3 separate regions of the Mus musculus genome follow, and regions 2 and 3 are each linked to region 1. A link is a contact called in public HiChIP or PLAC-seq data. All regions are on one chromosome and are shown on one strand. Each heading gives the region's core, a stretch centred on a gene start, on an enhancer-like site or on the middle of the called end of the contact. The rest is flanking DNA. Distances are from core to core; before and after follow the strand shown.

Region 1 (3,432 bases), core at 603-3,102:
TAATTAGTGTTTAGCCTGGTATCCAATATGAAAAGTTATTAGACTGGTAGATGGCTGAGTAGATGGATGGATTAGTGCATGGCTGAGTAGCTAAGTGGATGATGAGGTGGATGGAATGCTATGGACACCTGAGAAAAGGTTTGAGTGAATTCTTGGGAATCAGGTCTTGTTAGTTCTGAACTCCAGATAGCATTCCCCTAAAAACCTGCCTAGACAATATCCTGAACCCCAATAAAAGCTTTGATATCCTCTCTTCCTCTCTCCATCCTTCTCCCCCCTTCCTCCCTAGTCTCCCCCTATCTTCTCTCTGTCCTTCCCTCTCCTTATTTCTCTCCCCTCCCTCTCCCTTTCAGTGTTGCCATAGTTCCCCACTTCCCACTAACATTGAGATCTGTGGTAACACAAATCTCTTAATTCACATGTTCTTTTGGGTTGCTTCCTCTTGCAAGTCACGACCACACTCACAACCGTGGGCATCTTGGGAAGAAGAAATTGCATCTAATAAAGAAAACAAAACAAAACAAAACACCCCCCCACCCCACCCCAAAAAATCTATCAGGACATTTGCCCGTGTCAAGCCCTGCCTCTGGAAGGGGCATATGATCTGGCAGGCCAAGACTAGAAATTGCAAAGTGACCTCAAAAGCAAGTGAGAGAACAGTGTAGCCAGCTGCCAGCAATAGAGGAGTGAGTGCTCAAGATCTGCCCAGAATCCTGCCTCAGCTGGATCCTGCCTCCACTGGGATGACTCTGTGAAGTGGCTTTTAACCTATCTTAGGAGGCTGGGCTCATTAGCACACTTGTGTGGCCTCATTCTGTTACTACTTTCCTTTATCTCTTAATCTAACACTTTCTCCAAAGTGTTAGACTCTGAGTCTAGCTGGGGTCAAGTAGAATATGGTGGTGGTTGGGGACAGGGGCAGTTAAACGTAGTTTCCACCTTCCAGTGGCTAGCTTTGATTGAGACAGGCCTTGGCCCAGGTGCTGTGAGCTGTAACGCCTGCCCGGGTGTTGATTCTTACATCGTGATTTTGAGCTGCAGCCTCTGATTGTGCTCCTGTGCCTTTGAACTCCGCCTAAGCCTTGGGTTAGGGAATATGACAAGGCAGGCCAGGTTCATTTTCCCATCTTTCTGATCTTTTGGGGACCCTGACACTTCATTTATAGTGCACTAGGAAACCCTGAAAACTATTTTCACCTTTTTAAAAAATATATATATTCTCATGGAGATTGACATTGTTGGAAACCCAGAAATTCCCACAGCCAAAATCCTATTTAAAAGCTTCCTGTCTATTTAAAGTTCATGATGGGAAGAATAAAAGAAAAAAACGACTCCAAAAACAGAGACAGGGTACAAGATAGGAAAAAAAAGCAGATCCAGTTTGCTTCTAAAAAAGGCCGAAAACTATAATCTTTCCATGCCCTTGTGTCTCAAGCGTCACATATTTTTCTTTCCCTTCTGGTGGTTTGCAATCTGAAGTGGAATTTTATCATGGGTTACTTGGATGATACTTTTCAAGTCTCTACCCTCCCACCCCCCAAAGTCTCTGCTCACTGGACAGCATGCCACTGGGGCTCTTTGTGGTATGGGAAAGTGAACGGACTCAAAATAAAGCAGCCATATCTCTTGGATCCTCTGTGTTTCCACAGCTCTGAGCCAGAGACTGCCCTCTGAACAACAAAACCGTGATGAAGGCAACAGGAGTCAGAAGGCTATTCATGGCAGGAAACCCCAGCATCCGGTGAGAAATAAGAAGTAGGAGAGCACAGGATGCGCCCTGGGTCAGGAGGACGTGAAAAGCGAGTCTTTGTAACCTTCTCAATGCCAGAGCTGTGGTAGTGTGAAAGCAGCAGTGCGCCTCTGCTCCCTTCAGAGCACAGCCTGGTGTCAAGGTCCAGGTTCCACCGGCTGCTGCTGTCACCGCAGGGGAGTCTAGCCCCTCCCAGAAGGAGACACAGAAGAATGGCCATCTCAACTGGTTTGTTCCTGCTGCTGGGGCTCCTTGGCCAGCCCTGGGCAGGGGCTGCTGCTGATTCACAGGCTGTGGTGTGCGAGGGGACTGCCTGCTATACAGCCCATTGGGGCAAGCTGAGTGCCGCTGAAGCCCAGCATCGCTGCAATGAGAATGGAGGCAATCTTGCCACCGTGAAGAGTGAGGAGGAGGCCCGGCATGTTCAGCAAGCCCTGACTCAGCTCCTGAAGACCAAGGCACCCTTGGAAGCAAAGATGGGCAAATTCTGGATCGGGCTCCAGCGAGAGAAGGGCAACTGTACGTACCATGATTTGCCAATGAGGGGCTTCAGCTGGGTGGGTGGTGGAGAGGACACAGCTTATTCAAACTGGTACAAAGCCAGCAAGAGCTCCTGTATCTTTAAACGCTGTGTGTCCCTCATACTGGACCTGTCCTTGACACCTCACCCCAGCCATCTGCCCAAGTGGCATGAGAGTCCCTGTGGGACCCCCGAAGCTCCAGGTAACAGCATTGAAGGTTTCCTGTGCAAGTTCAACTTCAAAGGCATGTGTAGGCCACTGGCGCTGGGTGGTCCAGGGCGGGTGACCTATACCACCCCTTTCCAGGCCACTACCTCCTCTCTGGAGGCTGTGCCTTTTGCCTCTGTAGCCAATGTAGCTTGTGGGGATGAAGCTAAGAGTGAAACCCACTATTTCCTATGCAATGAAAAGACTCCAGGAATATTTCACTGGGGCAGCTCAGGCCCACTCTGTGTCAGCCCCAAGTTTGGTTGCAGTTTCAACAACGGGGGCTGCCAGCAGGATTGCTTCGAAGGTGGCGATGGCTCCTTCCGCTGCGGCTGCCGGCCTGGATTTCGACTGCTGGATGATCTAGTAACTTGTGCCTCCAGGAACCCCTGCAGCTCAAACCCATGCACAGGAGGTGGCATGTGCCATTCTGTACCACTCAGTGAAAACTACACTTGCCGTTGTCCCAGCGGCTACCAGCTGGACTCTAGCCAAGTGCACTGTGTGGATATAGATGAGTGCCAGGACTCCCCCTGTGCCCAGGATTGTGTCAACACTCTAGGGAGCTTCCACTGTGAATGTTGGGTTGGTTACCAACCCAGTGGCCCCAAGGAAGAGGCCTGTGAAGATGTGGATGAGTGTGCAGCTGCCAACTCGCCCTGTGCCCAAGGCTGCATCAACACTGATGGCTCTTTCTACTGCTCCTGTAAAGAGGGCTATATTGTGTCTGGGGAAGACAGTACCCAGTGTGAGGATATAGATGAGTGTTCGGACGCAAGGGGCAATCCATGTGATTCCCTGTGCTTCAACACAGATGGTTCCTTCAGGTGTGGCTGCCCGCCAGGCTGGGAGCTGGCTCCCAATGGGGTCTTTTGTAGCAGGGGCACTGTGTTTTCTGAACTACCAGCCAGGCCTCCCCAAAAGGAAGACAACGATGACAGAAAGGAGAGTACT
Region 2 (3,432 bases), core at 486-2,985, 210 kb before region 1:
GCCATGGCCAAGTCTTCTAGTTAGGGTATTCTTATGGCCCCCAATACCTAAGGGACTTCCTGCTGCCTCAAATAATCTACCCTCCACAGTTAGAAGTAAACAGAAGAAACCTAGAATGTTCTATAACCTGCTTTCTCATGGACAGAAGCTAAGGCTCCTTTGCGAAAGTGGTATCTCCTAGGCAGCTCACTCTTAGTGACTGGACATCCAGCCAACAAGATGTGGGTGCCTAGGAGCCACCAAGTCTGGTTCTTTCATCATTCATGTAAATGTTACAGCTTTGCTCCAGCTGGGGGAGATTTTCCCAGTGAAAGTGTTACAGCTCTTCTCTGAGAGGGATCCCAGCAATAAATCGTGAGCCAAAGAATACCACAAAGTCACTGCATAACAACCTCACACAAGGGATTTATTGGGGGAGAAAAGGCCAGAAGGGTGGCAGACTTTATATAGGGTTTCTTGCGGGAGGGGCACAGCTTTTCAGAGTGGCCTAGGATTGGTAGAATTTTTGTGATCTGATCTTGGAGCAAGCATAGGGATTGGTAAAGTTTCTGGTTTAGGGACTTATAGGATTTTGTGCTCAGGGATTGATGTGATTCTTTGGCTTGATTTTGAGGCAAGCACAATTGGTGGGATTGTTTCTTGGCTCTGGTCTTGGGCTATGGGTCAAGTTAGAGTCAGGGAGTTTTCCCCTTTGGTCATGGTCTTTTACCCTACAATTCATCTTCCCTGACTGGTGAGTACTACTCTCCTGGACTCCATGCCTAGTACAAAGCTCCAAGTTGTTCTATTAGTCTTGTATACATTTGGCTGTTGGCAGAGGGCATGGGTATGGTGACTCATTAGTTAAAGGCATCTGCTGTCTAGCCTGATGACCAGGGTTCAATCCCTGGAATCTATATGGTGGAAAGAGAGAACTGACTCTCACATGTTGTTCTCATGCGCTGACGACCCTGTCCTGCCTCAGTCTCTGGACCCCACTAGGTGTACTTCTTACACTTCTGTGGTCATGTCATGTTTTCTGCTGGTGGCTGTGTGTATGTGTAGGATTGGGTGTGGGTTAAGGTTAGGGTTTCTTTGGGGACTGAGTCAGGAGGATGCCTAGCCAACTTGGCTAAATTGATGATGTGCTCCAGATTCAGTGAGAGCCTACACCTCAAAAAACAAGATGAAAAGGCTTGATGAGTCTGCACAGCTGGAGTTACAGGTGCACATCAGAGCATATCTGCATATACACATACAAACACAAGAAATAAAAATAATATAAAGGACCATTAAAGAAAACATCTAATATTGATATATGCCTTTCGCACACTTGCACACCATATGTGCATTCACACCCACATCTGTACATACATACATACATGAACACATATATCATACATGAGCATATACATAAACAAGCTTCAGAATTCATAAAAAGGCATACTGACATTTGTAGGCTAGCCTTCAGCATCAGTTTCTAAAGCAGGAGCAATTTGCATTTCTAACCACCTCCTAGAATTGCTACTCCTGCCATCAAGGATAATACAGTAGGACCACTGTGCTGACTACAGTATAAACACTCACAGTACAGAAATCATACATTATCATCCAATAAAACAATTTTACACTACTTGACTGTTGATTCAGGCTCAAAGGTTGAGCCTCCATTTCCCCTGTTTGGAAGCTGCCTGCAGCTGGCCTACTCTTGGATGCTGAGTTGACATTTAAAGTATCTGCCACACGAGGGTGCTCTCGCCTATTCTAAGCACAATGCTAGGCTAAGATGCTGCACTGAGTTCCTGTTATCTCTTAGAAGGCATCTATTTCTCTCTTAGCTCAAACATTTGACAAACGGAAATTTCTAAGGATACCTCTCTTGTCTGAATGGATGGTGGTACACAGGGCTTTGTTCTTGTGGCTTTATTTTTTAGAATGTAGAAACTCTGGGTTTGTTTATCTGCTGTTTAAAGGCTCCAATCTTGGGTTGTTTCTGTCTCTGAAGTTCTTGCTAACAATGCTTCTTGGTTAGGATTTTAGGTACCTGGCCAGCACTTAAATAAAATAAAAATAATATAAAAGACCATTAAAGAAAACATCTAATATTTATGTATGCCTTGCACACTATATGTGCATTCACACCCACATCTGTACATACAGACATGAACACATATACCATAAAGGAGCATATACATAAACAACTTTGTACTAGACATGGGTCCAGGTGGGTAGTACATAAAAGGCAGAGGGGATGGTAAGGAACCTGCCCTGGAGGACCCCAGGCAGCCATTTCTTGTTAACCATATGCCACTGATTGTGAGCTGCCCAAAGGAGGTACCACTTCCACAGAGGACCCAGGTACTATCCATGAAAAACAAACAAACAAACAAACAAACAAACAAAACCAAAACAGGTTATCATAGAACATTCTAGGTTTTCTCTTCCTACTTCCAGCTATGGAGGGTACTAAGGGGAGCAGAAAGTCCCATCTCTATTGGGAGCCATAAGGATACCCTAAGAAGGTGCGCTAGCTATGCTCCAAGCTAATAAAACTAGCTAAAAATTTCTTGGCAATTTCCCCAATAAGAGTCACTAATGAATGGCTGGAGTTGATAAATCAAATGATTGAAATATACACTCACTTAGAATTTAGAGGTTGCTAATAAAAAAAAAAACCAAAAAACAACAACAACAACAACAAAAACCAGAAAAGCTTGTGGCGATTGCATGCACGTGCTAGTTACACCGGTGTAGCATTGCCCCAATTACCTGACAGAAAACTTACAGGGAAGAGGGATTTGTTTCAGCTCACTGTTTTAGAGATTATTGGATAGAATTTCATAATGGTTGGGATGTGACACACAAGGTTCTCTTCATTGCAGGCAGAAAGTAGAGATGAGCAGGAATACACTAGAACAAGATACTCCCAGCAACACACCCTTCATGGCCTGCTTCCCTTAGCAACAACTTACACTTTAAGATTTCCAGGACCTCCCCAAATTATACAACCATGTGGGAGCCAAGTCCTTAACACACGGGCTTTGGGGGGAATATTTCCTCTATTAGTTAATTCTTGTTGCTGTGACAAAGTGTTTGAGAAAACTAGCCTAAAGAAGGAAAGGTATATTGTGCCTTGAACATCTTGCAACTCCAGTGGAGGGAACATGAGACAGCTGGTTATGAGTCCACAGTCAGGAATCAAAGGGAGTTGAATGCTGGTGCTTAGAACACTTTCTCCCCCTTTTCCTTTCATTCTTCTGAGCATCCTGCCATGGGAAGGTGCTGTCCATTCTTGCGCGCGCAGGACTGGCCAGTAGTAACGACGCTGCAACAGGATCCTTCTGCACACGTTTATTGGGAGAGCTTTATTGCAGAGGCGAAGAGACCCCAAGCCCAGAATTGGTGCTGCTTATATAGGCCTAGGAGAGGCGTGTCTCACACCCAGATTGGTTA
Region 3 (3,432 bases), core at 416-2,915, 130 kb before region 1:
GAGTGCAATTAGAAAATGACTTAGTGACTAAAGAATTGTTCTACTGGCTGCAAGGTAGCAACATCCAGATGCTGAGATAGGAGTGCTGTGAGTTAGAGACAAGCCTAAGGTACACTCTGCAGTCTCAAACAAACCTTAGTAACTGAAGTTGTTGGTCATGCCATAGATGATTAATTATCCTGTGAGCAACTATCAGTACCTTCTTGGTTGCCAGGCAGGAAGGGGAAGGAAGCCTGTAACCCAGGAATCTTGATCTCTAAGCACTGTGGTATAGATGGAAGCCCAGAACATCCAACACATGAATGAGTAGAAAGTGGGTAACAGGGTCACCAGTACCTGAGTGTGCGGACATAGGCATCTCATATGGCCAGGCCAGGGATTAAAGGGTAATGAACTCTATACAGCATTTCATTTCTGTCAGGATGATCTATGCATCCACTCTTCAGTCTTATAGAGAGAAGCAGAATGTGACCTTCTCAACACATCTCGCTGTGTATTAAATTTCAAATACAACATTGGTTTTAGCCACAGAGGAATGTGTTATGAGGCTTATACATCAGCACTTCAGGGCTTTAGACAGCATAGGTTTTCTATAGTTCTAAGTTTGACCTATTAGATTTAAAAGGCCCATTGGAGGGCCCTATTGATTTTTCATTTCTGAGGTTACAAATGACCACAAACACAGTGGCTTAACACATTAGCGTCTAACTGATGTGACCTGACTCACAGGCAGCATTCAGAAACCCAACGCTGCTCATACCGTGCTAAGTCCAAACCCAACGCTGCTCATACCGTGCTAAGTCCAGGGACTTCTCTGCAGGACTTCTCTGCTCTGCAAGTTCTAGGAGCAACTGAGCAATCTGCCTCGAGTTCCAAGTCTGGGCACCCTCATCTCTTCAAAGGCAGAGCCATTGCCCCTACCCTTTTGTCCCCTCTGTCACTGTTAAGGCCTCTTGTGATCATGTTGGTCTGATCTAGATAAGAAGGACACAACCGTGTCCCAGCATAACATGGTTATAATTGTTTTCTTTGCCATTAGCTATTGTTGTCAATCTCTTTCTCTGCCTAAATTATAAATTAAACTTCATCACAGATGTGTCTGTATAGCAAAACATATCAGATCTAGCATTTGGCACAACCCCTAGTCTTTGGCATCAGCTGAGGGCTGTGGACTGTGTCCTCTGTGGATAAGGAAGGACTAGTGGGTAGCATGCTTCAAAGGAATCATTGGAAGTAATAAACTAATATAGACTGTTTTAATCAGTTTACATGAAACTGCCCAAGTGCTGAGCAAAGAGGAAACGAAAGTCTACTTAGATTTGCATGTATTTTCCAAAATGTACAAACAATAATTTGTAAGTCAAATTTAATATTTATGAGGAAATTGAGGCTTCAATTTTTTTACATATTTAATAAATGAGATGTTAGCATGAAATATCTTTGCTCCTTGGACACAGGAGTTACTGATAGAGCTCCTCCCCAAAGCCTCTTTCAGGATCTACTCCATACTTCCTTTGTAGGGCTGCTGGTGGCTCAAAGCCTTCCAGAGATTGATCTGAGTCTATAAGACCTGTAGGCCCAGGGACCCCTTAGAAGTGGGACAGCCCACTATAAGGTCACAACACGTAGAACAGGCTTTCCATCCTCATAGAGTCAGATGCAGCTGACTCTGGGGAGCGTATTGTTGACCGTGTCTTTTGTAGTTCCTGTTTGTAAAGCTCCTCTTGGGTTTGACTTCCTGGCAGAGAAGCAGGAAAGTCCATGGAGGTCAGTTTCACAGAAGCTCAGGTGAAAGAGTTAATTTCCCTAGGTGACCCACTTTCTGTCTCAAAATGGAGCCTCCTGGGTGGACGTGTCACTTTGTTAATGCATTCTAGTCACATTTGTTACCTGTGACATTTCCACTAATAGTTATATGGAAGCAGCTTTCACTGTTTCTCAGGATTCATATTTTCATATACCAAACAAAAACAGTTATGGGTGGTTTTCCCTTAATGACTTAGAGTTTCATTTATTCATTTGGTGATGGTTAACCCAGTGCCTTGTGCATATGCTATACCACCAAACTACACTACCTGCCATATTGATTTAGAAATACAAGTTGGTACTTTAATTATCTGTTTCTTGACTTTCAAAGTATTAGCAGATTTTATAAAATGTTGTGGAACTTACAGGAGAAGGTTAGGGTGTTAGGTAATCTCTCTTAGATTTATTTATGTATTTATTATCTCTATAGCTGTGTCCATAATTATGTGTGTCCAGCACATTTTAGCAATGCTCTCGGCAGCCAGCAGAGGGTGTCAGATCCTCTGGAACAGTGGTCTTCACCTTCCTAATGCTATAGCCTTTAATACATTTCCTTATGTTGTGGTGAATCCCCAGCCATAAAACTATTTTGCTGCTACTTCATAACTGTAATTTTGCTATTGTTATGGCTTGTGATATAAATATATGATATGCAGGATATCTGATATATGACTCTTGTAAAAAGGTCCTTTGACACCCCCCCCCCCCCACACACACACACATACACAAAGCGGTCATGACCCACAGTTTGCTTTAAAATTAGATTTACAGATGGTTGGGAGCTGACATGTGGTTGCTGGAAATCAAAGTTGGGTTCTCTGAAAGAGCAATCAGTTCTTTTAACCACTGAGCTATTTCTCTAGCCCAGTTTCTTAGGTTCTTATATGTGGCATGACGTCAATTGGAAAATATTTTTGCTTAGGTTGTTTGTATCTGTATTCATAGGCAGTGATTTGTTATTGTTTCTTCTCTCATTAACCATGTACAGTTGTTTTATAAAAACTTTTTGGGGTTTTTCTGTTATCTGAAGTATGCTGGCCAGTCTAGTGGCCAACTGCCATATGTGGGTGGCTATTAAGCTTGTCAAGTGCTATTAGTGAGTACTAAGGCATTGGAACACACTGGATTTTGAAGACTTTGTACAAAACATAAGAATATTAAAATATCTCAGCAATTTGTATCTAAGAATGGTAATATTTGGAGTATATAAAACCAGATAAGATTTATTATAATGTTAGAATCTAAATATATGCATGTATTGTCAACAGGAAGCAACTCTACTCTTCATAGTATGTCTTAATATTACTGCACTGGAAGTAGAAAAGGACCAGAGGGGAGAAGGAGTAAAGGCTAATGTGGAGAGGGCTGTTTCTTCGGGGAACTGGCCCACGCCTGCATACATGTTTGTATTTCAGGCCTGGTTATTAGGAAGATGAACATGGTGAGAGTTGTCTCCATACAAGTGGAAAGCCCCTCCAGGGCCTTCTCCTCAGGCTTCCAACCAGTGCTTGGAGGAGACCCAGACCACCAACTGTAAGAAAACAGGAGGAATCAGTACAGTGCCCAGCACAGGGCAGCTTACTCTCCAGGACAGGCTCGACATGGCACGCACACCAACTGGGTCTG

What was found. HiChIP or PLAC-seq counts read pairs in DNA pulled down with a chosen protein or histone mark.
Region 2: a contact with region 1 is called in an H3K27ac HiChIP or PLAC-seq map of heart atrium, with 4 times the contacts expected there. The contact joins the enhancer-like site here to the promoter of Cd93 in region 1. A contact is called at or near these places in 9 of 39 promoter capture datasets (the 3T3-L1 cell line, the C10 cell line, cranial neural crest and 6 more), 4 of 115 datasets of contacts at active chromatin or transcription factors (bone marrow-derived macrophages, cardiomyocytes, heart atrium and 1 more) and 2 of 9 other capture datasets (adipose tissue and liver).
Region 3: a contact with region 1 is called in an H3K4me3 HiChIP or PLAC-seq map of bone marrow-derived macrophages, with 2.9 times the contacts expected there. The contact joins the enhancer-like site here to the promoter of Cd93 in region 1. A contact is called at or near these places in 2 of 39 promoter capture datasets (embryonic stem cells and macrophages), 1 of 15 datasets of contacts at CTCF or cohesin (large pre-B cells), 10 of 484 Hi-C or Micro-C datasets (LSK cells, bone marrow-derived DN2 thymocytes, bone marrow-derived macrophages and 6 more), 8 of 115 datasets of contacts at active chromatin or transcription factors (the 230-238 cell line, the HPC-7 cell line, bone marrow-derived macrophages and 4 more) and 4 of 9 other capture datasets (adipose tissue, bone marrow-derived macrophages, liver and 1 more).

Annotation. Positions count from the first base shown.
Region 1 is chr2:148,441,955-148,445,386 of GRCm38.p6, reverse strand. It overlaps Cd93 (CD93 antigen), which reads left to right and starts at 1,852. Exons shown (of 2, transcript NM_010740.3): 1 at 1,852-3,432. The coding sequence starts at 1,963.
Region 2 is chr2:148,653,459-148,656,890 of GRCm38.p6, reverse strand. No RefSeq gene overlaps it. Among named protein-coding and RNA genes, the nearest start is that of Nxt1, 17 kb to the left of the region's middle. Within about 2 kb of position 1,735, at least 5 of the 459 cell types and tissues checked have an H3K27ac peak or open chromatin away from gene starts, as enhancers often do. A contact at or near this core is called in heart atrium, where this site is marked.
Region 3 is chr2:148,571,219-148,574,650 of GRCm38.p6, reverse strand. No RefSeq gene overlaps it. Among named protein-coding and RNA genes, the nearest start is that of Gm46770, 11 kb to the right of the region's middle. Within about 2 kb of position 1,665, at least 26 of the 459 cell types and tissues checked have an H3K27ac peak or open chromatin away from gene starts, as enhancers often do. A contact at or near this core is called in bone marrow-derived macrophages, macrophages and pro-B cells, where this site is marked.